Regions from separate parts of the Anser cygnoides genome. Here region 1 is linked to region 2. A link is a contact called in public Hi-C data. All regions are on one chromosome and are shown on one strand. The core of a region is the stretch at or near the end of the contact, and the rest is flanking DNA. Distances in the headings are between cores, read along the strand shown. Region 1 holds the start of RPL27A (ribosomal protein L27a). Region 2 holds the start of AKIP1 (A-kinase interacting protein 1).

What was found. A called contact is a pair of places that touch in the nucleus more often than the background predicts.
Region 1: a Hi-C map of granulosa cells shows a contact between it and region 2, with 2.6 times the contacts expected there. The contact joins the promoter of RPL27A here to the promoter of AKIP1 in region 2. A contact is called at or near these places in 2 of 7 Hi-C or Micro-C datasets (granulosa cells and liver).

Annotation. Positions count from the first base shown.
Region 1 is chr5:3,495,960-3,500,364 of Taihu_goose_T2T_genome, reverse strand. It overlaps RPL27A (ribosomal protein L27a), which reads right to left and starts at 1,625. Exons shown (of 5, transcript XM_048069999.2): 1 at 1,532-1,625; 2 at 1,200-1,263; 3 at 554-629. The coding sequence starts at 1,534. It overlaps DENND2B (DENN domain containing 2B), which reads right to left. Exons shown (of 21, transcript XM_048069987.2): 21 at 3,617-4,388. The coding sequence ends at 4,354. LOC125183505 (small nucleolar RNA SNORA3/SNORA45 family) reads right to left here and starts at 195; the gene lies at 64-195.
Region 2 is chr5:3,328,953-3,333,475 of Taihu_goose_T2T_genome, reverse strand. It overlaps AKIP1 (A-kinase interacting protein 1), which reads left to right and starts at 2,165. Exons shown (of 5, transcript XM_066997347.1): 1 at 2,165-2,575; 2 at 2,774-2,811; 3 at 4,506-4,523. The coding sequence starts at 2,165. It overlaps DENND2B (DENN domain containing 2B), which reads right to left and starts at 2,224. Exons shown (of 21, transcript XM_048069987.2): 1 at 2,096-2,224.

The DNA.
Region 1 (4,405 bases), core at 376-2,875, 170 kb before region 2:
TCCTGCATTTTCTGAGCAAAACCAACTCGGTGCAAGACTGCACTGCACGAGGAGCTTCAGAGCTCCTGTCACTAACCTGGTGACTGACTGAGTCAACAATGGTCACAGCCAGCGAATAGAGATTAGTGGTTACTTTCCGAGTACTCTAGCACACCAGGACAACAGGCAGTGTTCAGATGTGACTCTAGTCTCGGCAGTGAGACAACGACCCTTGCCTCTATAGCATGCAGTTAAGTAGAGTGTAGCTTTGATTTATATAACGCTTCAGATTTACCTAACATTTTGTGGGCACATCTGTTAGTATGGACAACGGTGTAACTGGCAAGCTTGGTCAAGTTTACTGCACTGAACTCTCAAAGATGCCTGGCTTAAGAAAAAAAGGCCGCTGAGTTTAGAGAAAATGGGGACACAAGTTGATTTCAGCTATTAAACTTTCATGTTTGAGAAAAAGATACATAGGATTGTAGGGAAGTTTGGTGGTTCACATAAAATTTAGTTGTTTCTACTTCAGACACATGCATTTTGCTAGCACATGTTTAAAACGTTAGCTTACTATTTATCAAAGTTAATCCTGTGATGGTGCATACCACCAGCATTACCACGGCCACCAGGATGTTTCCTATGTTTGCCTAAAAAGAAAAATGAAGTTGGTTAAACTAAGAATATCACATGTAATACTTGAGCTTAGGAGCACAAAGTCAACTTAAGCTAATTACTCTGATGATAGCAGTCCTATCCTTCTCCATTCGTATCAACTCAGTGAGCTAAACCCACTAAAGACTAACCCTAGACAAGAAAAAAAACAAAAAAAACCCGATGCCTTTAACCTACAGAAGTATGAGAAGACACCAGTGCTAACACAAGCAAACTGACAAGAACAGGCAGGAACGGCCATAGTTTGAACTGGCACAACATCAGCCTGCAAACTTAAAATGTCGCCCAGCCACGTTCTCAGGCAACACCTACCGCCCAAGTACTATCCAAGTTAAGTCACAAACCCAGTCCACAGGGATGGGCAAAACTCCGGAGCACCACGTTCCTGGGGCATCTCCCCCACGGTGCGGGCACCACCCGCACGTGCTGCGGCCCTCAGAGCTGCTCGCCGGGCCCGTGTTTGTGCGCTCCTCGTCTGCCCGCCCGAGGCGGCGCCCGAGCAGCGAAGGCCCGCCGGCGTTGCGGAGCCGCAGCCCCCCACTTACCGATGCGGCCGTGGCCGTGGCTGACGTGTCCCCTCAGCTTCCTGGTCTTCCTGAGCCGGGAAGGCTGCGGAGAAGCGGCAGAGGTGAGCGCGGCGGCACACGGCCCTCCCCCCGCAGAGCCGCCGCTCCTCCGCGCCTCACGGCCCACAGCGGGCGGCGGCCGGGGCCCTGCGAGGAGAGGCCGGAGCGGCCGCCCCGGGCCGCCCTCAACGCCCCGAGCAGGCCGCGGGCCTGGAGAACCGCCCGCCACGGCCACCCTCAGCCCACCCCCGGGCACGTCCCGCGGCGAGGGGCAGCCCGTCCCGCCCCGCTCCGTCCCGTCCCGCACCCACCATCTTGTCGGCGTGCGCGAGGGAAGGGAAAGGGCGCCGCGCTCGCGAGACCGGGGGAAGGCACCGTCGCCCACGGCGAACTCTCGCGAGACTTCGCGGAGGCTCCTCCTGCCGGCGCCGAGCCGCGGGGCGGTGTCGCGGAGCCCGGCCCGGCCGCTCGCCTCCTGCGGCCTGTGCCGAGGGGGGCGGGGGGAGGCCGGGGAGTTGGGTCACGGCACTCCGCACGAGTAGCCGGGACAATAAACGCAATGCCCGTAAACGCCGCCGTCTGTCACGCCAGAGTAACAGTTCCTGGACAACTGGAAACAATTGTTTCGTACTGTTTTTTTTATTTAAATATATTCTGCGCCAGAAGATTTTACACTTTTTTTTTTCTCTCCCCAGTTTTGAACCACAGGCCTCCACGCTGGTTTTTCTTCAGGACTTCCTTCTCGGTTACATGGTGCACGAGCGGTGTTCCACCGTTCAGCAGTCGTCACCTCAGTTTTCTAAACTAAGGTGCAAGGTGGAATAATACACCCCACACTTTCATTTCAGTTGTTTGTTTTAAACACAGACCTTTGGAAACACTAAGGTTGATTTACATAGCCATGGTCCGAGGACCAGGAAGGTACCTACAAGCTTTTGAAATGTGATTGTCACCCTGACTGGTGCACTCCTCTGACTGCAAAACCCAGAACAACATGCTGACGGGTAATTTATCGTTCAAAAGCTTCCTGCTTAGATTTTTACAGTGCAGATGGAGGAAAACAGCTTCTGTGTGGGAGATGCATTTTACCGCACCGCATTCTCTTAACACGTGCATCCTGTGTCTCTCTTGCATTCCTAACAACTCTTTTCATGTCAACATTACCATCACCCAAGGATGACGTTTTATCAATCATTTTCTCAAAAGGAACATGTATTTACACATATAATTACTGTTGTTTATAAAATAGCCAGCATCCACCTGTACAAGTGAAAGCTATTGCTTCTGATTTGAAGAACTACATCTGAAAGTCACTCCGTAGCTTACAACATATTACAGCATAAAACCTGTAGAAATTAACATTTGTGATTACATTTCAATTGAATCAGAAGCGCTTGATATTCTACATTCTACAGATGCTTCTTTTCATGTACACTTAAGCTTTGGTATATACTTGAGTGTGAGGGAGGTAAGGAAAAAAGGAAACGACTTCACCTTTTTGGTGAATAAACCCTCAATTTTGTTCTATGAGGCTGATAGCACACCAGAACCACTGCCAGGTTAGGAATTGCGCAAGCCTCAAAGACAGTTTAACTACACAAGGAAGTCACACTGCAAATGAAGAAAAATGCAGTGGTCTTTTTTCTTTAAAAAGAAAGCTCTAGGTAATTTTCATTAGATGTCAGACTTGAAAGAATATTCAAGTATTTTCTGTTTTCTTCTTCAGGCTAAGGAAAAGCTAATAGAATCTCTTAACAGCATTTGTGTTACCGGATTAAAGATGAATGTGGTACTTGTGTAGCACTTGCTGCTGTGCAGAGGGCCATGGCAAGCTAATCATTCCTGTCCTGCTGAAGAGCATTCACCACGATGCAAGCACCACCTGAACCAGACTGCAATTAATACAAAAGAAAAGCAGATTGTCATAGAATGCAGCTGATTAGCTCATCAGAAATTTAAGCAAAATATTTGTCTGCTACAAGCTGTTCTTATTCTACTTGGATCATTTAACCAAATTAAACGTAAAAACATATGTAGCATAAAAACAATGTGAAAATATCACAGTTCAGGATCAGTTGTCTATGATACAAGATATAATTTGCTGCTAACCCGTGTGAAGAAGAAAAAAGGAAAATCGTTTTAAGAGATGCTTCTGTTAGGATAAAATTAACAAAACAGTGATGATATAAAATGCCATGTCTCGGCTCTAATAAAAAGCATTAACTAGAAGGAAAACCAAGTAGTATCATGAAATAGCAAACCTACTGAAAGAGTTTCATAATAACCTTTTTTTTTTGGTATTTTAATTGAAAATTCACATTCACAAGTTTCTCTGGTTTTGTACCCACTCAAAATCAGAAGTCCACAAAGGTTTGCAAAGAATATAAACAAACAGGTATATTTACATAGTTTATTAGGAACCATACATACATACATTAGGAAAGGATGAACTGTACCTACTCATTGCAGCTTGCATGTCAAAGAACTGAGATCTCCTCACGGTTAGCAGTCTTAGTGCAGAATGGATTACAAGTAGTTTACTGACCAGAGTTCAAACGGAGTGGAAGGTTTGTATTGTGAACCAAGTACCTTATTATCAAGTTACTTTGTTATTTCTTTCTTTTAAAATTAATTAGAAGGAAAATTAGGAAAAGAATACCAACTCTGCCACATGAAAACAGCCCCCGCGCATACAACCTCTCCCACGTACCCCAGAGCTCATTCATTACCGCAGTACTCAGGCATCAGTGTAGTTCTCACAAACATTCCCTGAAGTCAGTGGTTCTGCTGAGACAGTCAGCTGCACATAATCAGCTATTCATTTTTGCACCAAGCATAACTCAATTCATACTAAAGAAAAAAAGCACCTGTTATTCTCAGGAATATACAAATATTTACCACAGTTTTTCTTGCTCATTACAAAATCAGTTACAAAAGCTTACAGCACATTATTTACAAATTCTATCCAAATACATAAAGGAGTCATCATCTGACACACTGTAACAGCATCGGTAGTCACTCAAAGCTGTGGTCAGCTTTTTTCATTCTCCTCCCACATCAAAATTTGGAGTTGCAGGGGTCTTAAGGACAGTGTCATAAATAGTCTTTGGGTTGATGTTTCAGCAGAAAGGGTTTAATTCTTCTTGTGAAGGAACTTCATTTTATTTCCTAAAGAAAACACACCA
Region 2 (4,523 bases), core at 916-3,415:
CGGCAGCGCTCGGCCCCGGCCCCGGCCCCGCGGAGCCCCCGCGGAGCCCCCGCGGAGCAGTGGGCGCCGCCCCCGGCCCCAAAGCCGGGTCCCCGCCGGGCGGGAGGGAGGCAGGGGAAGGGGAGCAGCCCCGCGGGGCTGCACGGGGCAGGGGGGAGGAGGAGGAGGAGGAGGAGGAGCAGGAGGGGAGAGCCGAGCCCCCCGCCCGCCGACCTTCCTCGCTCTCGCCCGGCGGAACGGTGTTGGGAGCCTTTATTTTAAAAAGCTAACAGCGCTCGAGCCCTGCCTGAGAGGACACGCTTGCCGGGGACGGAGGGAAGGAAGGAAGGAAGGAAAGAAGGAGGGAAGGAAGGAAGGAAGGAAGGAAGGAAGGAAGGAAGGAAGGAAGGAAGGAAGGAAGGAAGGAAGGAGGGAAGGAAGGAGGGAAGGAAGGAAGGAAGGAAGGAAGGAAGGAAGGAAGGAAGGAAGGAAGGAAGGAAGGAAGGAAAGAAGGAGGGAAGGAAGGAGGGAAGGAAGGAAGGAAGGAAGGAAGGAAGGAAGGAGGGAAGGAAGAGCGAGCGGCGAGCTTCCTGCGCCCAGGCGCCGAGCCCGGGGCTTCAGCCCGGCACTCAGGGCGGCGGGAGGCGTCCCGCGGGCAGCTGCTGTCCCCGTGGGGCGAGGGATGGGGACGCCGCGCCAGGCGGTGGAGAGAAAAACCCTCGGAGAGAGGCAGGGTGCCAGCTGCTAGCAGGGTCACGAGCGCTGCAAAACGCGAGGAATGCATCTAGACCTTGAAGTTTTTGTAAACGTTGCAAAGTGACTTGTTGTGCAGACAATAACCAAGCGATAACAGAAACAGGAGAACAATAAGGAGAAGAGTGGCATGCATATTGCATAGCTGGAAGCAAGGATACCAGCATCTCACACTTTTTGAATTTTAAGAAATTTTAATTTCCTTCCTTTGACTGAAACGGAACCAAAATGGCACTCAGCATCAGGCAAACACTTTCCTACACGATGATGCTTGCCTGATCCCTGAGCAGAGTACTCAGGATAAGCTGTTCTCGGCTTTCCCCACCTCATAAACCAAATAATGTGTATTGTCCTGAGATATTCCGATACATCACCCCAACGACAAGGAAATCTGGTGTAAGTGCCCAGCATTGCACAAACCTCCATTACATTTCAAGATAGTGAACGTAAAGGAAATGAGGGTAACTCATCTGGATCCTAATGGGAACATGTATTTCAAAGCACAAGCTATTTCAGCTGCCGGCCTTCTTGGGACAGATGTATTTACTCAGCTGCAGGAGGAGTTCTATGCCACCAAACATCAAAAAATGGCGGAGTTGAAATTTCAACACGCGAGGAATAATTTACCTCCTGAACAAGGTGGTAAGCTTTTTTACCCCAGAATTGCCACAAATAGCTGGCAGGAGCATACAGCGAATACATCTTTTTTTCCCATTTATGAAAATGACAGAGGAGGGCCTCTCCAAGTCTGTTCCACGTGTGCAGCACGACTGCAAAGCCACCCGCTCTCTAAAGGACCAACGATAGCAAAGAAGGACACTCAAGGGAAGATGCTCAACTTGTCATTAAGCAGTAGCACCCCAGACGGCTCTGTCACATCGATGAAACAACTCAAACACGCTAACATCGCTTTTAGCAAATACTGTCTTTCTTCCCCATTTATGTTCAGCCCAGTCCCTCAGACCTCAAGCACCTCAGCAAACGCCTCAGCGGAGTAGAGGAGACCCAACGTTAGCTGTATCCAAACACTCAGCTGGCGCCTCCAGCGTGTTTCATGAAGGAGAGGCCGGTGAAGGGCTGGTCTGCGGCGGTGCCTCAAGGCAAGGCGCTCCGTGCTCTCCCCCTGCCAGCCGCGCCCGGGGCTTGCTTTGTGCGGGGGGCATAGCGAAGGGCTCTGAGCCCGCTCGGCCTCCCCTCCGGTACCGCCGCTCGCCCCGCCCGCTGCGGTCCCTGCCCGGTGCGGTCCCCGCCCCGCGCCTCACGCCGCTCCCGTCACGGCGGGCAGCCTCGCACCCCGCCGCGTTTGAATCTCCCGCCGGGCCGGACCGGGCCGGGCCGGGCCGAGCCGCGGCGCAACGCCCACCTCTCCTCGCCTCTCCTCGCCCTTCCGCCGGCCCCGCCGGGGCGGTCACCGCGCCCATCGCCGCCGCGGATGGCGAGGACGGCCCGGGACGGCCCCTCCGGGCGCCCCCCCGCGGGCGGCGGCCGGGGCCGCGCCTCAGGGCGGGGCGGGCGGGGCCGCGGCGCCCCCTACCGGCCGCGGGCGGAGGGGCGCGGGGCGCACGCGCGCACTGTGACGGCGCGCGCCGGCGGCGGGATGGACGGGGCGGCGGCGGCGCGGACGGCGGGGCTGGCGCGCGCCGTGCTGGAGCGGGCGCGGCGGCGGCGGCGGGAGGAGGAGGAGGAGCAGCAGCAGCCCCGGGAGCGGGAGCGGGGAGCGGCCCCGGTCAGTGCTGCGGGGCGGGAGGGGCCCCCGCCGCTGCACCGAGAGGACCCGGAACGCCCCGGCGCGGCCTTCGCGTCCCTCGCGCGCCTCATGGACCGAGCGGCGGCGGAGTGCGAGGTGCGGGGGGGAGCGCGGGGCCGCGGCTTTGGTCGGAGCGCGAAGAGGAGCGGTGCCGGGTGCCGGGTGCCGCGCCGGGAGGTCTGGGCCGGGAGCCTGCCGCGCCGCCCGGCCGAGGGCACCGAGCTGCCCCCCGCTGCGCTAGGGAGCGGGGCACGGCAACGTGCACCAGGCGGCAACAACTTCGTCACCCCACAGCGCTACGTGACAGTAACCGGCTGGCCCTGCAACGCCAGGTCTGCACAACGACACAAAACCGCAACAGATACACAACGTACAGTGCCTAACGCTGGTGGGACAAGCAGGGGTTGACTTCCACATTCGTGCTTGTGCCAGGACAGCACCGCTTCAGTCACCTGCCCTTGAGAAAAGGGGGGAGTTCTCAGACCCACGAGTTCATGGGTAAAGCTTAAAAAGTGCAAATAAAAACCTACAGCAGAACATAACCACCGAGGCAGCAGAATGCCACTGAGTGCAGGTGATTAAGCACTAAAATTAGGTGATTTGGGACGAGTTGTGTAGAATTACTTAGGGACCAAAGTTGACCCACATTTCGTATCAAACATTTGATTTCACTTCTTTGCTATTTAACTTCATGTAAAAGGACCCGAGTCACGTCCTGTGATACAGAGATACTCTGGGAAGTCCTATGCAGTAGGTCAGAGTGTTTGATGTATTTTGGGACGTAACTCCACAGTAAACCACGACAGCAGCAGCCAAACTGGTAGGTACATAACCTCAAGGAATAAGGTAGCGCAACAGACCTGGAAACAAGACCTGCTATTGGCCTTATTTTCATGTGTGGTCTGCACGGTCAGACAGAAGGAAAATACAAGCAAGACAAAAATCATTATTTTGAAACTTGTTTCCTCTGATCAAAAAGGTAACCCTGCGATGAGCTCTGTGGTGACAGCAGATGGCAGCAGAGCTGTATGCACATACTTAACTCACAGCAGGGAAGATTCAAGTACCTTTACTGCAGAGCCAGAAAAGGACTGCTGTGCTACTGCTGCAATTCTCAAAACTGCTCTGCTACAAGTTACCAGCCTTGAAAGCACTTAAGCTCTTTCACCAGCTCTTTTTCCGGTATTAACATGTCCTCTGCTTTTACAGTGCTTTTTCTGCACATACCCTGCAAAAGCTCTTACCTCACATATACATCCTATTAAGGACCCATAAACTATGGCTTCTTCCACCAGCTTTGCTTGAAGGGCCCGGTCAGGTAGATGTTTCCAGAGCATTCCTTTGGATTTGTTCTGGACAAAAAAGCAATTGATATTGCTGCAGCCTTTTGAAGAAACATGTCATTTAGTGAACACAGCTCTCACCTGAGAGTGGAATCTGACTGCAGTTCATTTGCCTTGTAAGCAGAGTGCCCAAACAATGAGCATTTCTAGGCTAAGCAATTCTTAACCCCTCTATTTGCTAGCACAAAGGCAAGAAAATGATAGCGTTGTGTGGCCTTTAAATAGAAAGAGTGATCTAATTGTATAATAGCTAACTAAAGTCCTTGCCCTCAGAGTATTCTGAATTGCGGATCCCAGTCAGACAACTGTTTGAAATAAAGTGCTGCTCTAAACAGAGAAAAATGTAAAGCACACTTCTGTTCTCGGTATTTTCCTGCGTGGCTTATGGCAATACCAACTCCAGATTTGGCTGTTTTCATGAGTTCAGTTCTGAGGTGACAGAGTCCCAACATACTGTGTAGGGAGACAAGCGTCTGAAAACAGAGCTGACAGTTCTGCACCAGAAGGCAGATGTCCTTTGGACATCTGGGCACTATTTTCATCCTCACATGAAATTAAGCCAGCTGATTAATACAGAACATCAGTAAATGTGCAGTTCCACTTTTAATTGCAAATCTGGAGTTGTTGTCAGCATGGCTGTGATGCTTCTCCATATAATATTCTCTGTTCCAATTGCTGTCCAGAAGTACTATAGATTTGTG